Regions from separate parts of the Sus scrofa genome. Here all the other regions are linked to region 4. A link is a contact called in public HiChIP or PLAC-seq and promoter capture Hi-C data. All regions are on one chromosome and are shown on one strand. The core of a region is the stretch at or near the end of the contact, and the rest is flanking DNA. Distances in the headings are between cores, read along the strand shown. Region 1 holds the start of PRRT3 (proline-rich transmembrane protein 3). Region 2 holds the start of TADA3 (transcriptional adaptor 3). Region 3 holds the start of RPUSD3 (RNA pseudouridylate synthase domain-containing protein 3). Region 4 holds the start of SRGAP3 (SLIT-ROBO Rho GTPase-activating protein 3). Region 5 holds the start of EMC3 (ER membrane protein complex subunit 3). Region 6 holds the start of RAD18 (RAD18, E3 ubiquitin protein ligase). Region 7 holds the start of JAGN1 (protein jagunal homolog 1).

The links. Promoter capture Hi-C pulls out the DNA fragments that hold promoters and counts their contacts. HiChIP or PLAC-seq counts read pairs in DNA pulled down with a chosen protein or histone mark.
Region 1: a contact with region 4 is called in a promoter capture Hi-C map of fetal skeletal muscle, with 4 times the contacts expected there. The contact joins the promoter of PRRT3 here to the promoter of SRGAP3 in region 4. A contact is called at or near these places in 1 of 5 promoter capture datasets (fetal skeletal muscle) and 2 of 2 datasets of contacts at active chromatin or transcription factors (alveolar macrophages and skeletal muscle).
Region 2: a contact with region 4 is called in a promoter capture Hi-C map of liver, with 4 times the contacts expected there. The contact joins the promoter of TADA3 here to the promoter of SRGAP3 in region 4. A contact is called at or near these places in 1 of 5 promoter capture datasets (liver), 1 of 47 Hi-C or Micro-C datasets (liver) and 2 of 2 datasets of contacts at active chromatin or transcription factors (alveolar macrophages and skeletal muscle).
Region 3: an H3K27ac HiChIP or PLAC-seq map of alveolar macrophages shows a contact between it and region 4. The contact joins the promoter of RPUSD3 here to the promoter of SRGAP3 in region 4. A contact is called at or near these places in 1 of 5 promoter capture datasets (fetal liver), 1 of 47 Hi-C or Micro-C datasets (liver) and 1 of 2 datasets of contacts at active chromatin or transcription factors (alveolar macrophages).
Region 5: a promoter capture Hi-C map of liver shows a contact between it and region 4, with 2.7 times the contacts expected there. The contact joins the promoter of EMC3 here to the promoter of SRGAP3 in region 4. A contact is called at or near these places in 2 of 5 promoter capture datasets (fetal liver and liver), 2 of 47 Hi-C or Micro-C datasets (alveolar macrophages and heart right ventricle) and 1 of 2 datasets of contacts at active chromatin or transcription factors (alveolar macrophages).
Region 6: a contact with region 4 is called in a promoter capture Hi-C map of liver, with 5 times the contacts expected there. The contact joins the promoter of RAD18 here to the promoter of SRGAP3 in region 4. A contact is called at or near these places in 2 of 5 promoter capture datasets (fetal skeletal muscle and liver) and 1 of 47 Hi-C or Micro-C datasets (epiblast stem cells).
Region 7: an H3K27ac HiChIP or PLAC-seq map of alveolar macrophages shows a contact between it and region 4. The contact joins the promoter of JAGN1 here to the promoter of SRGAP3 in region 4. A contact is called at or near these places in 2 of 5 promoter capture datasets (fetal liver and liver) and 1 of 2 datasets of contacts at active chromatin or transcription factors (alveolar macrophages).

The regions. Positions count from the first base shown.
Region 1 is chr13:66,210,271-66,212,970 of Sscrofa11.1, reverse strand. It overlaps PRRT3 (proline-rich transmembrane protein 3), which reads left to right and starts at 1,376. Exons shown (of 4, transcript XM_021069316.1): 1 at 1,376-1,918. All of the region lies in intron 2 of LOC106505670 (a long non-coding RNA gene), which reads right to left.
Region 2 is chr13:66,078,640-66,081,339 of Sscrofa11.1, reverse strand. It overlaps TADA3 (transcriptional adaptor 3), which reads left to right and starts at 1,368. Exons shown (of 10, transcript NM_001206536.1): 1 at 1,368-1,574; 2 at 1,697-1,754; 3 at 2,449-2,681. The coding sequence starts at 2,475. ARPC4 (actin related protein 2/3 complex subunit 4) reads right to left here. Exons shown (of 7, transcript NM_001206535.1): 2 at 839-903. The coding sequence starts at 841.
Region 3 is chr13:66,132,463-66,135,162 of Sscrofa11.1, reverse strand. RPUSD3 (RNA pseudouridylate synthase domain-containing protein 3) reads left to right here and starts at 1,389. Exons shown (of 9, transcript XM_013981960.2): 1 at 1,389-1,544; 2 at 1,840-1,979. The coding sequence starts at 1,420. It overlaps LOC106505669 (a long non-coding RNA gene), which reads right to left and starts at 1,353. Exons shown (of 3, transcript XR_002337652.1): 1 at 1,194-1,353; 2 at 240-461.
Region 4 is chr13:65,758,642-65,761,341 of Sscrofa11.1, reverse strand. SRGAP3 (SLIT-ROBO Rho GTPase-activating protein 3) reads left to right here and starts at 1,450. Exons shown (of 25, transcript XM_021071097.1): 1 at 1,450-1,573. It overlaps SETD5 (SET domain-containing protein 5), which reads right to left and starts at 1,369. Exons shown (of 25, transcript XM_013981946.2): 1 at 1,038-1,369.
Region 5 is chr13:66,240,572-66,243,271 of Sscrofa11.1, reverse strand. It overlaps EMC3 (ER membrane protein complex subunit 3), which reads left to right and starts at 1,309. Exons shown (of 8, transcript XM_003358517.4): 1 at 1,309-1,668. The coding sequence starts at 1,514. It overlaps FANCD2 (Fanconi anemia group D2 protein), which reads right to left and starts at 1,321. Exons shown (of 44, transcript XM_021069313.1): 1 at 1,229-1,321.
Region 6 is chr13:65,357,737-65,360,436 of Sscrofa11.1, reverse strand. RAD18 (RAD18, E3 ubiquitin protein ligase) reads left to right here and starts at 1,295. Exons shown (of 14, transcript NM_001142833.1): 1 at 1,295-1,424. The coding sequence starts at 1,374.
Region 7 is chr13:66,153,460-66,156,159 of Sscrofa11.1, reverse strand. JAGN1 (protein jagunal homolog 1) reads right to left here and starts at 1,305. Exons shown (of 8, transcript XM_021069312.1): 1 at 306-1,305. The coding sequence starts at 394.

The DNA.
Region 1 (2,700 bases), core at 127-2,626, 450 kb before region 4:
GTGGTTAACGAATCCGACTAGACCATGAGGTGCGGTTCGGTCCTGCCCTGCTCAGTGGGTAACGATCCGGCGTGCCGTGAGCTGGTGCAGGTTGCGACGCGGCTCGGATCCGCGTTGCGTGGCTCTGGCGTAGGCCGGTGGCTACAGCTCCGATTCAACCCTAGCCTGGGAACCTCCATATGCCGCGGGAGCGGCCCAAGAAATAGCAACAACAACAACAACAACAACAAAAAAGACAAAAGACAAAAAAAAAAAAAAAAAAAAAAAGAAATACGTGGTTGTATAAAACACTGGTAAACAGAAAAGCAAAATTTGGGAGTTCTCTTGTGGCACAGTGGTTTAAGGATCCCATGCTGTCTCTGAAGTGGCTTGGGTTGCTGCCGTGGCATGGGTTCAATCCCTGGCCCAGGAACTCCCACATGCCTTGGGTGAGGGCAAAGAAAAAAAAAAAAAAAACAAAGGCAGAAAAGTGAAATTGATAAAAATTGCATCAGCCATTGTTTACCTTCTAATATTTAGGGATGGACGATATATATATATATATATATATATATATATAGAGAGAGAGAGAGAGAGAGAGAGAGAGGCAAACAGATATTAATAAAAATGGGATCATACAAATAATTACCTGAGAGAATTTAGAGTATCGGTATGTAAGTATGCTTATTGCAGTATTGTTTTTAGGAGGGGAAAAAAAAAAGCTGTCAACCACCAAATTACTCATCAGTAGGAGAATACTGGGAATGTTTGAGAAACTGATGGCACATCTATATCATGCCATACTGTGCAGCTAATTGAAAGAAAGGGTGGAGCTAGGATGTATAACCTTCAAAATATTTCCAACATATATCTGCTTAAGGCACAACAAAGTTCTAGAATAAGAGGCAGAGTATGATCCCATTTTTATAGAAAATGCATATATATATATATATATATATATATATATATATATGATGCAAAGCAAAGAGCATGGTGTTAACAGTGGGCATATCTGGGGGGCCAAGCTGAAGAGGCCAAGGGTGAGAGTTTACATGTTCTGTGAACATTTCTATGTTGCTTGAATTGGGACAATCAGCATACATTAGTTTCATAATTCAAATGGCTGAAGTTTAAATAAATAGACAACAACCTACTCTAGGCATGTCTCCATGCCATTAAAGGTTCAATATCGTATTTAATGACCTCATGTATGCCTTGTGTGGATTTCTCTTAATGTGTTTAATCTAACGGTGGACATTTAGACCTCATAGCATCCAAAGAGGGGCCTGGAGCATTTTGACAAGCAGACCTGAAAACGTGCAGACCCGCAGACCTAACCACGCCTCCTTAGGTAGGAAATTATCTGATAGGTACGCTAGTGCATGTGCACCAAAATGTAGTATGTATGTATCCCTAGATAGGGCTAGATATACGAAGGAAGTGAGTTCCCCGTCCCCGGAGGTATGCAAACAGAGATTGGCTGCTCCATTTTCAGAGGTGCCAGCGGATGTGATTTACACATCCATCGGACGTGACCTCGGTTCCTCTCTTAGCCCTGAGGATCTCAGAGAGAAGGGAGGTCAAGACTGGGAGAAGAATCCACCCCTAAGGGGAAAGGGTTAAGCGGGGCTGGCGCTCCTGTGGGCGGGCTCCTCGATCGGCTGCGCCGGGCTCTGTTAGCCAAGTCTGAGCATCTCGGAGGATGCGGCGCGGCGAGCGGCTTCAGGGACGCGCGCAAGGTGAACGCGGGGGCTGCCAGCTCGGCGCCCAGGTGAGGAGTTGGACTAGGGAGGGTGCGATGGCGGGGCTCCGGCGGGGAGCATGGCCTACAGCCCCCCTCTCTAGCGTGAGCGACAGAGCCTGCACCAGCGCCCACCCCCACCCGGGACACTGCGGGAAGGCGCGGAGCCAGGGGAAAGGAGATGGAGGAAAAGGAGAGGTAACCCGAGATGGACCAGCTCCTAGCGGGTGCCCTGCGGCGGCCCTCGCCCTGCCCCCAGGCCGGCCTCCCGCCAGGCCCAGAGGCAGGGAGGAACCAGGCTCCCCCTCACCCCCCAAAAATGTCTGCAGCAGCTGGAACCCAGGGCTGGGCAGCCCCCTCCTCGTCCAGAGATGACTACATCTCTTGGATGGGGGTGGTGAGCAGATGGCATACGCTTTTCATACAAGGCCGGCTCCTCTCTCTGCCTCCTCCTCTGCAAAGCTTTTTGGACCCGCCTGTGTAAAATGAGCCCCTGCTGTTTCCCGGCCCCTCCTATTGCCACTTGCAGCCTGTGCGACCTTGGGCTGGTTGCTCAACCTCTCTGAACTTTGCTTCTTCCCCTATGTAATGGGTCTACTCACATCTGCTTGTGTTGGGAAGGCTGGATGACATCGAGGACAAGCAGCTGAGCTTAGCACAGGAGGTGGAGTGGGGGAGAGCTCAACACAGAGTACTGTTATTAACCAGTGCAATGTTAGTTGCCTTTGGGTCCTTCCCCACAGCTCACCCCGATCCAGACACTGAGACTGAGGCTTCTCCTTGGGTCCCCAGCACCTAACCTGGGCCAGGAGCAGGGCACGGGTTCGGGTTCGGAGAATGTTTGAGGAATTAACTAACAAAGCAGAGATTAACTCAAGTTGGGGGTGGGTTTAAGGGGACTTTGATCCCCCTGAAATTACCCACAAGCTTCAGTGAACCTAGGCATTTCCCTGGGGAGAGCTCCTGGGGTTTTCCTCAGC
Region 2 (2,700 bases), core at 119-2,618, 320 kb before region 4:
GCCAGAAGACAAACACAAGAGGACAAGCAAGTTTAGGGAAAGAGGAGTTACGGCCTGGAAGTCTAATTTCAAGGTGTCTTCAACACTTCCAGGTGAACCATGAAAGAGGGCTAGACCAGCAGATTTAGGAGTTACCAGAATGCAGACGGTCATGAAGACCTGTATGTTAAATAGGTAGCACCACCAGGGAGAGTGTAAAGAGGAAGCTAGTGAGTCTAAATTGCTATGAACAGCCAGTTATCAAATGAGAGGATTTCCAAGGAGGAAGGAATCAGCAGTATCAGAGCTTACATTCTATAGTAAGACTGATACGGTTGAGTTCCGACCAGGAAGCGGTCTGGGAGGTAGAAGCACAGCTGGGGCAACATGAAGACTGGGATAAGGAAGTTCCACAGAGAACGCTCTCCCTCAGAGAACCATGGGGTCAAGAGGGCAAGAGGGGGGTGCATATTTAGTGAAGGTCTGCACTGGTTGGGGAGGTGGCCCTATTACAAGCCTCAGCGGCCCTACTAAGGGCTACGGGGCCTACTACGTGCCTCCGACGTGCTACCATACCTAGGAGCACCCACTCCCAGCTTCCTCTCTGATTCAGTATCTCCCACCTGCTTCAAAACCCAGACTATGAAGCCGAAAGGCCTGCTTCTTAGGAGGGCGTCCCCCGCTCGCTCCTTTCTCACTTCGGCCCCCGCCCCTCCCTCCTCCCAACCTCATGGTGCCCCCGCACCCCCAGCACCCCACGGCTCAGCGCCTCTCCGCTGCAAAGCCGCATCTCCCCCAAACCCAGAGCCTGAGGACAGAACAGTGGGGGTCCCTGGCCCGGGTCCCGGCTCTCTCTCACCATCGCGGGCGCTGGCTGGGCCGGAAAGCGGAAGTACGGAAGTGGCCAGCCCCGCGACGCCTGCCCTTTCGCGAGAAGCGCAGCCGCAGTCTCCGCCCGGACGTCCGGACTGTACCATCTATGTCCCGAGCGGGGGAGGGAGAAGCTAAAAACACTTGGCACTTCGGAAGTTTTCCCGCTAGGACTGCCGTGGTAGTTTTAGATTCCTGAAGTTTGAAATCACTACTCAAGCTTCTCCCGTCATCGGTGAGGCTCTCGCTTGTGACTTTGGCCTTCTTGTCGTCTTTGCTGCCATCTTCCCTCACAGCCATGCAGTGGTGCAGCCCAGCCTCAGGTTGGGCACCATATTAGGACAAGGCGAGCCGGGGGAGCTCTTCGATCCTTCCGGTTCTGTGCCCCCATCCTTTCTCCGGGCCCCTCCTACCTGCAGCCCTCGGGGCTCAGCGGGACTAACTGCCAAGCGGAGAACCCGGCCGCCGAGCCCCGCCCCCAGGCGCCGGGCTGTTCCCGAGGGTACGCCCGAGGCTTATTCTCTCCACCCCACTAGCAGCGGGCTCACTCGCTGCCGGCAAACTCCCACCCTCGAAAGACCCAGGGGCTGGTCCTCGCGTCTTTCCGCCCCCGCGTGCACTGCTGGGGGCCAGCCCCTAGTCAGTTCCGGGGCGGTAGCTCTCACCGACCGGAACTCCCCGCCCCCACCCGCGGCCCGGGGGCAGTAGGAGGCGGCTAGGAGGAGGTAGAGGGGGCGGGGGCCGCGGTAGGGTGTCCGCGGTAAAGGTCTGGGACCCAGAAGGCGGGACACTGGGGCTATCCATGGGTGGGGCCAGTCATTAACCAGTCCCACTTTTTCTGTGCCAGGCACTGAACTGGGCTCTTGACGGGCATCATCTTTTAATCCTCAGATCATCCCAGGGAGGTAGGTACTATTACTATCCCCGTTTTATAGATTCAAACTTCTTATGGGGAAACAAGCTCAGGTGTCTTTTGTCCCATTTTACGGATAGAAAAACTGAGACTCGAGAGATAATTAACATGTTCAGGGCTATATAAATAGAGGCTGGTCAAGCCAGAGCTTGAATCCTGATGTATCTAGTTTAGCAGTTCACATTCCTTACTATCTGGGGCAAATAGGGAAAAGGTGGGGAGGGTGAAACTAGGAGAGGCTGGGAGGCACAAAGAACGTTAACGTAAGTATGGAATACTTGGAATTCTGGAGTTTAGCAGAACTCTGGAAGAGTGGAGCTGAAGGGAAGAGCATCAGAAGGACAGGCACAGTATAACTGTGGTTAGAGGCACAGACTTAAAACTACCTGAATTCAGATTGCGTGTTGATAAGCATGAACATGTACCCACTCTAACAGTCTCAGTTTTCTCATCCGTAAAATGGAGATCACCATGAGTCACGGGGTTATGTGAGGAATTTAATGAGAAGCCAGTAAAATGTCTGCATCTAGCTTGGTGCACAGTAGGTGCTTTACAAATAGGAACTGTGACTTCAGCCTTAGTAGGATACTGAAGCCTGGCTTTCTTCTTGAGGCTGTCTGAATAGAAGGAGCTCTTGGTCTTTTCTTGTGCCACTTGTCCCCCCATCAGTGGTCCGTTCTCTCCAGCTCCACAGGGTCCCCTATCCTGGGCCATGAGTGAGCTGAAGGACTGCCCCTTGCAGTTCCATGACTTCAAGTCTGTGGACCACCTGAAAGTCTGTCCCCGCTACACAGCAGTGTTGGCCCGCTCTGAGGATGATGGCATCGGTATTGAGGAGCTGGACACTCTGCAGCTGGAGCTTGAGACCTTGCTTTCCTCTGCCAGCCGACGCCTGCGGGTGCTCGAGGCTGAAACCCAGGTGATACCCCACAGAGGGA
Region 3 (2,700 bases), core at 140-2,639, 370 kb before region 4:
CCGGATGGAACCCAATTCTTTGCCTCCCCCACCCACGCCCCATTTTTGGCTGCTCTGTGGCAAAAGGAGTTCCCGGGAGGCCAGGGATCAGATTTGAGCCGAACCCTCGGCAATGTAGGATCCTTAACCCCCTGTGCTGGGTGTGGATCCTGTTGTGCCACCTCGGGAATTCCTCTTTGGTTTATTGCATTTAATGTCTTATTTCTCTGGTTGCCCCCTCCCTCTCCTCCTCCCCATACCTTTCCCTCCTGGTGAATCTTCTATTACTTCTTTACAGCTCGTCACTCACAACTCCCGTACTTTCTTCAATTCCAATGGGCTCCTCACTCTTCTCTCTCTCTCTCTCAGCATCTCCACAGGGTTTCCGCAAGGTGGGTTGTGATGCTGTTATTTTAAAGGTGAACTTCTTGTGGGTGGGGCTGAGTCTTAAAAATCTCTTTCTGGTTCACAGATGTCAAGGCCTAGCACAAAGTTAACATTAAAAAAATGCTGAAATTCGGGAGTTGCCATGAGGATGCAGGTTCAATCCCTGGCCTCCCTCAGTAGGTTAAGGAGACATTGCCCTGAGCTGTGGTGTAGGCCAGCAGCTACAGTGCCTATTGGACCCCTAGTCTGGGATCCTCCATATGCCGCAGATGCAGCCCTAAAAAGACCAAAAAAAAAAAAAAAAATGTTGAAATTGGTGATGATAAGATTTATTTCCCTGGCAGTTCTAATCATAAGACAATTTATGTTTCCACTTTGATTATTTGTTCTGTTTTCGCTTTAATAAATAATGCTGTGGTGACCCTCTTTGAGCCTCTGGCCTTTTTTTCCTTTTGGATTATTCACTTAGCTGTGTTCTTCAAAACAAAGTTACTGGACCAATGAATGTGGGTTTTTTTTTCCAATTTGCCTTGCAAGATCGTGCACAATGGTATTTTTGTTTGTTTGGGTTTTTTGTTTGGTTTTGTTTTTTAAATCAGAAAACTCCTAAGGGAGTTCCCACCAGTGGCTCAGCAGAAATGAATCTGACTAGTATCCTGAGGAAGCAGGTTTGATCCCTGGCTGTGCTCAGTGGGTTAAGGATCCCACATTGCCGTGAGCTGTGGTGTAGGTTGCAGACACGGCTTGGATCTGGTGTTGCTGTGGCTGTGGTGTGGGAAAAAGAAGACGACTCTTAAGAATTACAAGGGTAATCAGAAAACCTTTACCTTTAGTCCTGCCTTTGTCCTAAGGCAGGACCCCTGACCTCGAGTAAAATCCTCCTCTGCTCTGTGCCACCGTTTCCCCCAAAGCACAAAAAGGAATTTCGGCATTTCCTCTGCTAGCAAAGGCAAAGCTCCCTCTTGTCGCCGCTCTGACCCTCGCTACTCCGATTGACAATCAGTCTGACCAATCAGAGCGCTGTGAGCGAGCCGGGGCAGCCCTTCCGGACACATGCGCACTATCCTCACACCGGAGATGGGTGGCTACCGTGTCTGGGGCCAGGTCTGGGGCGGCTGTCGGCAGGGTCTGGGGATCTGCGCAGTGCCCAAGGCCGCAGGCTTTGGCACCGAGGCCAGGTGATTACGCACCTCCTGTTTCATGCGGGAGGGAGGTTGGGGCAAGATGAGGGTGTGTGCGGGATCAGCAGTTAGCCCTGCTGTGTGACCCTAAGTTAGTCAATTGACCTCTCTGAGCCTCAGTTCTCCCCGGGGTAAAATGCAGCTAGTTGAACCTGAATTTTCAGGATGCCCAACTCAGGCTTTCGGAAGCATTTGTGGGAAGCCGCAGGATTTGGAGAGAGATGTTGGAAATAAGAATGGGTGGCACCTCGGGAAGTTATGATTCTCCTGTTGCTTACCTTACTTTTCCTAGGCATCAGCTGCAATCCCGAGGTTCTAGCAAACGGTTGGGCTCCTTGGGTGACAAACCTTTCCGGAGGCTGCTGCAGCCAGAGAATCTCAGTCGGGAAGAGCTGGTTGATGTACTGAGGGAGGCTGTGGTGGACCAGAAAGGTGAGGAGTGGGAGGGACGGCTGCAGACAGATTAAGAAGGGGAGCAATTCTCACCTTAGCCTTCCGGGTACCTGGCTGGGCTCCCTACTAAAGGCTTCTGGGTCAAATCCTGGTTCTGATTCCCACTAGCCACTGGAGTTAGGACCAGCCACACAATCTCTTCAGTGCCTCACTATCATGGGTACAGGGGTATGGGGTGGGGGTGGGGGGTGTAAGTAGAGAACCTTGCATACAGTAGGCACTCCACAATGGGAATTGCTGTAATGAAGTTTTTATTGATGGACAAAACACAAGCTTTGAAATCATATCTCGGCTCTGTAATCAGCTTGTTGTGTGGCTTTAGGAAAATAATTTCCCTGAGTCTCAGTCTCCTGTAATTTATTATTAATTTTCTCAACTATTTATTGAACATAGGCTATGTTCTGGGCACTGTTCTAGACATGGCTATATAGTACTGAACAAGATAAATATGGTTCATGCCCTTAGGGAGCCAACATTTCAGTGGGAGAAGTTGATGAACCAGGAAATAAATTAACAGGTACTTACTAGTCAACAGTGCTATGAATAAAATGGTGTTATAAGAGTACCAGGAAGTTCCCGTCGTGGCTCAGTGGTTAAGGACTCTGACTAGGAACCGTGAGGTTGCGAGTTCCATCCCTGGCCTTGCTCAGTGGGTTAAGGATCCGGTGTTGCCGTGAGCTGTGGTGTAGGTCCCAGACGT
Region 4 (2,700 bases), core at 201-2,700:
CAAAAAATGACTTGGTGGTGAACACATTGCACAAGTAACATGAGAAAGCAGAAAATGCAGGTCATACACGCACCCCTGACCCAGACCAGCAGAGCTGGCTGCAGCATCAATATCCAAGGGAAAGACCAGTTATTCCCAAGAAGTGAGACAAGCAAAGAGCTCTATAGAATAAATTAGCATAGAAGGGGCTTTCCCAACAGTTAAACTTTCCCTGTCACGCGATTCACCTACTTAAAAACCAGGGCTTTTTCTCACCACCATTCACTTCGCATCCCTGGCTTCCACGCAGAGGGAAAGGCAATTAATAGAGGCTACATTTTTCTGCCTTTAAAGATATTCTCAAATGATCTCTCTCCACGCCCAAGACAGGGAAAACGACACAATCTGGCTCAACTCCAAGCTAGAACCCTACAAATTCAGTGGGGCCATTTCAGAGATACTGGGGCATACGCCACTGAGAGCCCAAGAATGTGAGGTGGGGGTGGCGAAGCCCAACGTCTTTAGTGTGGGAAAGGAAGCAATCATCTGCAATAGGGACCCTAGGACGAGAGGAAAAGCGTCCAGGAACATTCTTGGAGGGGGGAGATCGAGGGCCCCAGAGCGACCAGAGTTGTCACAAGGCCGCGCGAACGGGGGTGGGGGTGGGGTTTGGGGAGGGGAAAAAAAAGTGTGCTGTGTATTTTGAGGAGGGCGGCGAGAGGCCTATTCTCAAGTAAAAGGTAAACGTGGAGTAGGCAGTTCACAGGAAAAGGGGTGAAGAGGCGTGGGGGGAGGGGAAACGTCCTGACCCAGGAAAGACATGAAAAGGGTAGTGGGGTCGACTAGATTAAGGAGGGGGCCTCTCCGCCTGGGAAAGAGGGGTACAGTGGTGTGGGGGGGCGAGGGGGGATGGGAAGGGGCAGCATCCTCCTGCTGAGAGCCGGGGGAGGGCCAGGCCCACGTCCCGAGAGCAAGCGCGAGGAGACGGAGGAGGTGACCCTTCCCTCCCCCGGGGCCCGGTGGTGAGGGGAGGTCTCTCTTTTCTGTCGCACCCTTACCTTGTCCCAGGCCTGGGCCCGGGCTGCGGCGCACGGCACTCCCGGTAGGCAGCAGGACTCGAGTTAGGCCCAGCGCGGCGCCACGGCGTTTCCTGGCCGGGAATGGCCCGTGCCCGTGAGGTGGGGGTGGGGGGCAAAAAGGCGGAGCGAGCCAAAGGCGGTGAGGGGGAGGGCCAGGGAAGGAGGGGGGGGCCGGCACTACTGTGTTGGCGGACTGGCGGGACTGGGGCTGCGTGAGTCTCTGAGCGCAGGCGGGCGGCGGCCGCCCCTCCCCCGGCGGCGGCGGCGGCGGCGGCGGCGGCGGCAGCAGCTCACTCAGCCCGCTGCCCGAGCGGAAACGCCACTGACCGCACGGGGATTCCCAGCGCCGGCGCCAGGGGCACCCGGGACACGCCCCCTCCCGCCGCGCCATTGGCCCCTCCGCCCACCGTCTCGCACCCATTGGCCAGCTCCCCGCCAATCAGCGGAAGCCGCCGGGGCCGCCTAGAGAAGAGGCTGTGCTCTGGGGCTCCGGCTCCTCAGAGAGCCTCGGCTAGGTAGGGGAGCGGGACTCTGGTTTGGGGGAGGGCCGGCGGTTTGGCGGGGGATGGGTGCTTGAGGTGGTCTGACCGGTAGCGGGGGTCGCCTTCCCTAGCGGGAAGTCGGGAGCATATCGTTTGTTACGCTGGAAGGGGAAGAGGTGGTGAGAGGCAGGCGGGAGTGCGGCCCGCCCTGCGGCAACCGGAGGGGGAGGGAGAAGGGAGCGGAAAAGCCTGGAATACGGACGGAGCCATTGCTCCCGCAGAGGGAGGAGCGCTTCCTGCTCTTCTCTTGTCACTGATTGGCCGCTTCTCCTCCCGCCGTGTGTGAAAACACAAATGGCGTGTTTTGGTTGGAGTAAAGCTCCTGTCAGTTACAGCCTCGGGAGTGCGCAGCCTCCCAGGAACTCTCGCATTGCCCCCTGGGTGGGTAGGTAGGTGGGGTGGAGAGAGCTGCACAGGCGGGCGCTGTCGGCCTCCTGCGGGGGGAGGGGAGGGTCAGTGAAAGTGGCTCCCGCGCGGGCGTCCTGCCACCCTCCCCTCCGGGGGAGTCGGTTTACCCGCCGCCTGCTCGGCTTTGGTATCTGATTGGCTGCTGAAGTCCTGGGAACGGCCCCTTGTTATTGGCTTGGGTCCCAAATGAGCGAAACCACTACGCGAGTCGGCAGGGAGGCGGTCTTTGGTACGGCCCTCCCCGAGGCCAGCGCCGCAGTGTCTGGCCCCTCGCCCCTGCGCAACGTGGCAGGAAGCGCGCGCAGGAGGCGGGGGCGGGCTGCCGGGCCGAGGCTTCTGGGTGGTGGTGACTGCGGCTCCGCCCTGGGCGTCCGCCGCCTGAAGGACGAGACTAGCTCTCTACCTGCTCTCGGACCCGTGGGGGTGGGGGGTGGAGGAAGGAGTGGGGGGTCGGTCCTGCTGGCTTGTGGGTGGGAGGCGCATGTTCTCCAAAAACCCGCGCGAGCTGCAATCCTGAGGGAGCTGCAGTGGAGGAGGCGGAGAGAAGGCCGCACCCTTCTCCGCAGGGGGAGGGGAGTGCCGCAATACCTTTATGGGAGTTCTCTGCTGCCTCCTTTTCCTAAGGACCGCCCTGGGCCTAGAAAAATCCCTCCCTCCCCCGCGATCTCGTCATCGCCTCCATGTCAGTTTGC
Region 5 (2,700 bases), core at 60-2,559, 480 kb before region 4:
TTTTGCAAACCAGAACCTTCCTGTCTCAGTGTTTTTGGATAAGGTGTTCTTTCCAACTGAAATGCTCTTATCTGCCTGTAAATTACTCCACCTCCTTAAAGACTCAGTCAAAAGCCATCTTCCTTGAAGAGTGTTCCTCCTATTCCCAGGGAGTTTACCACTCCAGCTTCCCTGATCCACAGAGATGTGTGGGAGCCCTTACCGCCAGGCTCTTTGAGAGCAAGAACCTAGTGTCACTTATCTCGGTATCCCTTGACCCCAGCACAGCACCTGGCATTAAAAACTTCCAAGAATATTTGCTAAAGGAGAATGGCTGGCAGGAAGGTAACTACTAACAGCTAGCAAAAACTATTTTAAGTGCTTTATGTTTAATACTTCATTTATTCCTCATAAAACTTTTTTTTTTTTTTTTTTTTGGTCTTTTTGCCATTTCTTTGGGCCGCTTCCGCGGCATATGGAGGTTCCCAGGCTAGGGGTCAAATCGGAGCTGTAGCCCCTAGCCTACGCCAGAGCCACGGCAACGCAGGATCCGAGCCGCGTCTGCAACCTACACCACAGCTCACCGGCAACGCCGGATCCTTAACCCACTGAGCAAGGGCAGGGACCGAACCCGCCACCTCATGGTTCCTAGTCGGATTCGTTAACCACTGCGCCACGACGGGAACGCCATAAAACATTTTGAAGTAGATACCATTATTATTCTCACATTGAGTGGCAGAGCTGGGGTTCCAATTTAGCAATCCGGCTCCAGAATTTGACTCTTAACTACCAACTACACGTACTCTTGATTATAATAATGGCTTCCAATAAAAGTTAATATCCGCTACATACCAAGCACCATGCTAAGCGTATTCTTTATCCGTGGCCTCGTTTACTACTTATAAACACTACCAGCCATTCTGCAGACGGAAAAACTAAAGTAAGTCAGGCCGTCTGATTTCTGCGCACACATCTTTAACACGTGCTAACCCATCACGCTTCCAGAAAAGTCTGAAAGCCGAGGAGATAGGGCGGGCTGCCCGGACCAATTCGGTAAATCCCTCCTTATTTCGTCATTTTAACGACGCAGCAAGGTATCTGGGGGTGGGGGGTGGGTACTGGCACGCGACAAAGGAAGCTCAGGTTTGGGGCTCGAAGCCTCAGAGGGAAAAGCCGCGCTCGGCGGGGGCCTTGGGACCAGACCACAGGGCAAGGGACCTCGAGGGACAATGACCGCTGCTCCACTTACCCGCCAAGAAGTCACCGCCCTAGGCTTCGACTTTCCCGCCCCGCACGCCGCCACGCCAACGCCACCGGAGCGCGCCTGGCCGTTACGTCAAACTTCCGCGCCGGAAGTGGGCGGGCCAGTGGCCCGGCCTGGGGGAAGGGAGTGAGGGCCGAGGCTACCGTGGTGGGTCCCCCGCCAAGCTGGTTAAGGGGAGTGAGAAGGCCCGGAGACTAACTCGACGAGAAACCCCGCGCCCCGGGAAAAAGAAACCCGGCTACACCCGCAGGCCGCCGGCGCTCTGTGAAGATGGCGGGGCCTGAGCTACTGCTCGACTCCAACATCCGCCTCTGGGTGGTCCTGCCAATCGTTATTATCACCTTCTTCGTGGGCATGATCCGTCACTACGTGTCCATCCTGCTGCAGAGCGACAAGAAGCTCACCCAGGAACAAGTCTCTGACAGGTTAGCGCCCTCCCTTCTCCGGCGATCCTACTCTCCTATGACCTTGGGCAAGAAAATGTAGGGGTTATGTTAGTTTGCCGGGGTTTCTCATCGCCCCCCCCCACTACCTCAGTGTTCTTTGGCTGTGTGTTTCACTTTCCTCATCTGCAAAAAGAGGATGATAACAGGACATGCCCCATAGAGCAGGCGTGGGGATTAAATTTTAGATGATGTCTATGGAGACTTTATCATAGACTTGGGGCATGGTAGTTGTTCAATAAAATGTTGCTCTTAATATTATTAGGCTAGTGGCCAACCCTCGGTGGTCTTATCTATGAACTCTTAATCAAAAAGATAGGTGTGATTATACTTCTTTTACCAAACTACTGTGGTGGTCAGCTTTCCAAGTGCTTTGCAAATGTAAAACTGTCATAGAGATGTGAGGAGATGTAATTAATCATTTCCCTTCCTGGAGTGGAGACAACATCTTCCTCATGTGCTTCATGACTGTATCTACCTGTGTCAAGAAGTAATTTGAGAGAATTTAGGTGATATCCAGACATGTGTCCACTCCATATCAAATTAAAAAATTTTTCAGTTAATCGTTCTGATTATTTTGAGACCAACTCAGGCGAATGCTACCATGTCTTTAACACTTTCCTATCACATATTAATCACATTTTAACAAAGAGCAAGCCTTAGGTTCAGAACTTTGCCCAGGTAACAATATCTAGCTGAAAGTTAATAATGTTCTTTTGTTTTTATTGCAGTTATGTTAACATTTATTTTCTATGTGTGGCAAACAATACTGGTGTTAAGCCATGTTGCTGGTAATTGAAAGACTTCTAAAACTTATATAAGTAGGAAAAGTTGATATATAAAAAAATATTAAGTTTTTAGTAGTACAACTGCTTGGTAAATAAGACAAAAACCATAATCATGGAATGGGAATAACTGAAGTTTGGAAAGCACTGCTTTATCATTTTCAGTTGTGCCTCCCAATTCAGTTGAGAATAATCATAAACCAGTACTTATTAAACACTTATTTTCTGC
Region 6 (2,700 bases), core at 46-2,545, 400 kb after region 4:
CTGAAAGAGTGAAGCATTAACCTCTCTGAGCCTCCATGTCTTCATCTGTAAAATGGCAATAACAATCTCACTTCTGCCTACTTTACAGGGAAGCTCTGACTGGTCAATGGTAAGTACTTAAAAAAAAAAAAAGATTTGTTGAAGGAGTGAGTACATGGACTATGTGGGGGTGCCAGTGACAAGCCGCAGAGGTCTTCCCTGAACAATGTAACTGTGCTGATTTGCTGCCCATGAAACCTAATGTGATGGAGGCCCACATCAGGCAGGGGATCAGTGCTGAGTTGAACAGACAGACTGGATAGTGTGCTGATCAGTGCTTCATGTTTGGGTAATGGACACTCATACTCGATTGGTGAGTGTTTAAATATACTGGTACAGCCTTTTTGGAAAAGTCTAGCTATAACAGTGATAAAACAGCACACAAATTAACCTAGTAATTCCATCTACTAGAAATCCCCTAGATATTCTGGCTCAAATATGCCAAGATTTTCATAGATAGTAAGTATGTTCACTTCAACTCTTTGCAATATCGAAAAACTGGAAATAATGTAAAGTGTCCTCAGTATGGGAGTGGATACATAAATTTCAGTAATCTGTATGATGGACAATGTAGCTATTAAAAAGAATGAGATAAATCCATAAAACGGAGCCGTTTCAGGAGGAATCTAAGTTAACCGAAAAATTCAAATTGACAAAAGTATGATTTACCACAATAATATTCGTGGAAAAAAACTGTAATTATGTATCTGCACAGGAACTACCTGGAAGGCTACACTCCAAAGTTAAGATAGTTAACCATCCTAGTTGATGAAAGAGCTCTTATTTAAAGTCCAGAGGCCCTATTTGTAGTCTGGTCAAAGACACCGTGTGACTCAAGGAAACTATTCACTTTTGGGGGCCAAAGCGAACTTTTGTGAAAGCTAACGATAATGTTTACCTCTTAGTATTGTGATGCGGTGAGATGAAATAATGGATTTGAAAACCCTGGCTCACAGCAGGGACAGATCGTCATAGCAATCAGAGAAGGTGACTGGAAAGAGGGGGCGTGAGCCTAGACTTTGAAATGTTTAGCAAGGCCTGGATTTCGTTTGATGCCAGGCTATCTTTTCCCAACATTCAACAGGCATTTATTTATTAAGTGTCTGTACAAAACCGGATGTCGTGGAGAGGCGAAGAGGAAACCCCGCGCGTGCGCAATGAGAGCACCTTTGGCTGCGCTCCGCCCACGTACTACAACTCCCAACAGGCACCGCTCGCGTGTCAGGCGCGTCGCGAAATGCTGACGTACCTCAGTAGCGCGGGGAATTTCGAGTGGCAGTGGGGCACTGGAGACCAGTGGGTAGCGGATACCCCCCGCTTTTTTAGGGGAGACCATGGACTCCTTGGTCGAACAACGGTGGCCTCCGGGGCTGGCAGTCATGAAGGTGAGTGTTTCGGGGGGGTTGGGGGCGCCCGGCGTCCGCAGGAGGCCAGCCCCGGCTTAAGGAGGAGAAAGGATGAGGCGCCAGTGGCGAGCTGGGCCAGGGTACCTGGCTCTTCGCTGCCACTTGCCAACCGCTTGGCTTTGGACTTCAGTTTCCTCCCCTGGGAGGTGCCGGGGATAAGCCTTGGTCCATTATGGTGATCCAAGGTTGGCCTTCGTATGGAACCGATCATTCTCCGAGTCAGCCACAACAGTAACAGAGAACTGGAGGGAAGCAGTTACTCCAAACAATGGAAACAACAGTGACACCTAATTCTTAGGGCTTACTACGTGCCATGCATTATGTAAACTCTCCCAGTTCTTTAGTTGAGAATCTGACACCGTATGTGATTTGGGGTGAATCCTGCATCAGATAACTCTTGATCGCTTAGCAAGGCAGGTAGTCTCCTTTACATTTCTCTTTAATTTCTTCCAGTTACCTTCAAGAAGCCTAGTGCTAATTTGTCTTAATTCCTCTCTGATGTGTCCTGACTCCTAATAGTTGTGCATCTCTCTCTTTTAAACAAAGAAATCAGGACTGGGGCCCAGCACTAGCCTTTGATCTCATTGCAGTATTTTACTGAAAGAACACTGATTTTTGCGGCTACTTTGTTTTTGGCGAGGCATTCCAGTTTCCATTTACCATAGTGGTGAGTTCTGGATTCTCCTATGTTTGGTTAAGAGCAAATACACTATGCTGTGCTAGCTACAATCAGTTGCTTGGTTTTTCTCCTTGTTCTGTGTTTCTCTTTGCGATTGTGAGCAGGATCACCTTCTTCTGTTCCTTAGTTTGGTAAATTTGAGGATTGTGGTGTCTGTTCCACTGACTCATAAGGCTGACTCTAGGGATTAAGTGAAGGAACGTGGGGGAGGTTAAAGGAGGTATAAGGCCATGTTCTACCTGCTGCCACCAGTGTCATCTCTATTGCTTGGGGACTTGAGATAGCCCTATGGTGAAAAGCTGACATCATGGAAGGATCTAGGAAAGCTGTGGTTTTAAAGTTGTGGTGGCTTTGGCACCAAGACGCAGTGGTGCAGTGGAGAAGAACACAGATTTGAGTTCCAGTGGTTCTGGATTAAATTTGCTCTCTGCTTCATATTTAACTGTGACCCTGATTCAGTTACCTAACCTCTCTGAGCCTCAGTTGCCTCATCTATAAACTGGAAATAGAAATAAATAGTTTATAAGGCTGATTAAATGTGTGTGAATTGGGATGCTGTCTGGCTTATTCACTGTG
Region 7 (2,700 bases), core at 56-2,555, 390 kb before region 4:
GTTGCCTCATTAATTCACCAATATCAAAATGGCAGATTAAATTTCCCTTGCCAGATGAGAAAACTGAGGCTCAATTAGAAATTCTGTTCCCGAGGGCGGAGAGCCAGGCCAGCATCGCAGTGGAGCGGGCCGGACCCCTCGAGGCACAGGGGGATCAAAGGTGGAGCTCAGAGGAGCAAGGGGGCTTCTCGAGATTGGGGACCGGTTCCGGGTTGTCCTAGAAGGAGGGACTTGGCAGGTGCGCGGGGGCTGCCTGGGAAGCAAGATCCTGAGGCCTGGCCCGCAGATCTAGCCTCACTTCATACCTCATCTGGTAGTGCATGGCGACGCGCTCCCGGTGCTGAAAGTCGCTGCCGTCGGTGCCAGCCGCTCGCGGGCCTGCCCGAGACGCCATTGTCCCCACCCAGAACCCAGGAGCCCGTCACACCGACCCGCTGTCACGACTACCACGCCAAGCGGCCCACGGACGCCGTTCGCGCCACCTCAGCTCAGCCAACCCAAGAGCCTGGGGTTTCGCGAGGACAACTTCCGGCCTGTCTGTCCCTGGAGGACCGACTCTGTGGTCATTCCCCTGTGCAAGCGCACGCGCAGGAGAACACGTACGCACGCGCGCGCTCTCGGCCCCGCCCCAGCAGTCTCTCCCCGCACTTTGCCCCGTGCAGAATATTAATTCACAGCACATGTATATTTTTGCCAAGGTCTTGCTGATTCTCCAGCCTCTCCAGCACTTTCACTTCTTAAACTCTCACTCAAGTTTAAGATGTCTCAGTCCCCACTTCACAGATTGGGGAAACTTATTCCTGGAAAAGATATGTGACTTTCTCAAGAGCATACATCTTCCATCCTGTCTTAAAGTATCTCCCCACAGATTACTTAATCATTGCAAAGAGGAAACGGTAACTTCACAGGAGATATCGGGAGAAGGCACAGGAGAAACCTGGCATGCATCCCCTTAACTAAGTAAGCAAATTAACTTGACCGGAAGTGAGACAAACTGAATCTTTCTGCCTCCTGATAAAGCTGAGGACACAGCATCACTTTTGTGATGTGCATGCCCAAAATACTCAGCCTGAATCTATCATGAAGAGATGACAGATAAACTCAAATTGAAAGACATTCTGCAAAATAACTGGACTGTGCTTTCTTTAAAATGTCAAGGCCATGAGAAAAAGAAATTAGGTAGAAGTAGAAAGCAGGGCAGTGGCTGCAGGGCTAGAGGAAAGAAGGAATGGAGACTTGTTCAGTGGGTACAGAGATGAAAAGGAGATGAAAAAGTTCTGGAGATCAGTGTGGTAAGGGTTGCACAACAGTGTGAATATACTTAATGCCAGTAAACTGTACACTTAAAAATGATTACTTTTAGAAGTTCCCATTGTGGCTCAGCAGAAACAAATCTGACTAGCATCCATGAGGAAGTAGGTTTGACCCCTGGCCTTGTTCAGTGGGTTAAGGATCTGGTGTTGCTGTGAGTTGAAGAGTAGGTTGTATACACAGCTTGGATCCAGCATGGATGTGGCTGTGGCTGTGGAGTAGGCCAGCAGCTACAGCTTGGATTCGACCTCTAGCATGGGACCCTCCATATGCTGTGGGTGCAGCCCTAAAAAGACAAAAATTGTTACTTTTATGTTATGTGCATTTTACCACAATAAAACACAAATAAGAACATTTCAAAATTGTTACCCGAAAAACTAAACCATTTTTCCATGTGTTTTGAGTCATTTAGATTTCCTTTCCCTGAACTATGTTCCTATTCTTTGTTTTGTCTTTTGTCTTTTAGAGCGAACCTGTGGCTTATGGAGGTTCCCAGGCTAGGAGTCAAATCAGAGCTGTAGCCACTGGCGTACACCACAGTTTATGGCAACGCCAGATCCTTAACCCACTGAGTGAGGCCAGGGATGGAACCTGCAACCTCATGTTCCTAGTTGGATTTGTTTCCGCTGTGCATGATGGGAACTCCCATATTCTTTGTTGTTTGTGTACTGCATTGCTGGTCTTGTTTGTTTTTGTTTTAAATGGCTGCACTCAGGCTAGGGATTGAATACCCCTACACACAGCTGCGGCAACACCAGATCCTTAACCCACTGCACTGGGCAGGGATCCAACCTGAGCCACCTCAGAGACAGCATTGGATATTTAACCCACTGTGCCACAGTGGGAACTCCCAGAAAAGTTTTTTAAATGTGGTTGAATATACAGTCTTTTCTTTTTGGCTTCTCAATTTTTATTCATAACTAGAGTCCTTCTCTACTCCAAGGTATCTCAAATGATTTTATGCATTTGGCATTTGATGATCATGCTCAGACATCTGAGCTCCTCAAAGAGAGGTGTAAGAACCAAGTTACTAGCCCATGTGTCTGGCACAGGGTAAAAGCTCAACATGATTGCTGGATATATACATTCCAAGTGAGCCCAAACCATCCTCTTCTCCTAAGCACTGTGAAGAATCCTCAGGTTGACAGAACCATCCTCGACACTCCCCAATCCTACCACAGACACTCTCTGGCTTTAGCTTGTACTTATCTCTGTCTTTTCTGTGTGTGATTTCCATGATGTTCGTCAGGGCCAGACTGCTTCTGAGTCATCACTGGCTTATCATGAGACTCTTAAGCACAGTGGATGCTCAATAAATGTTTGAGCATGAATGTCCACGGGAGGGGTCCCAACCCTTTCCCCAGAACTTCCTCCCTGAAGCTTTTCTCC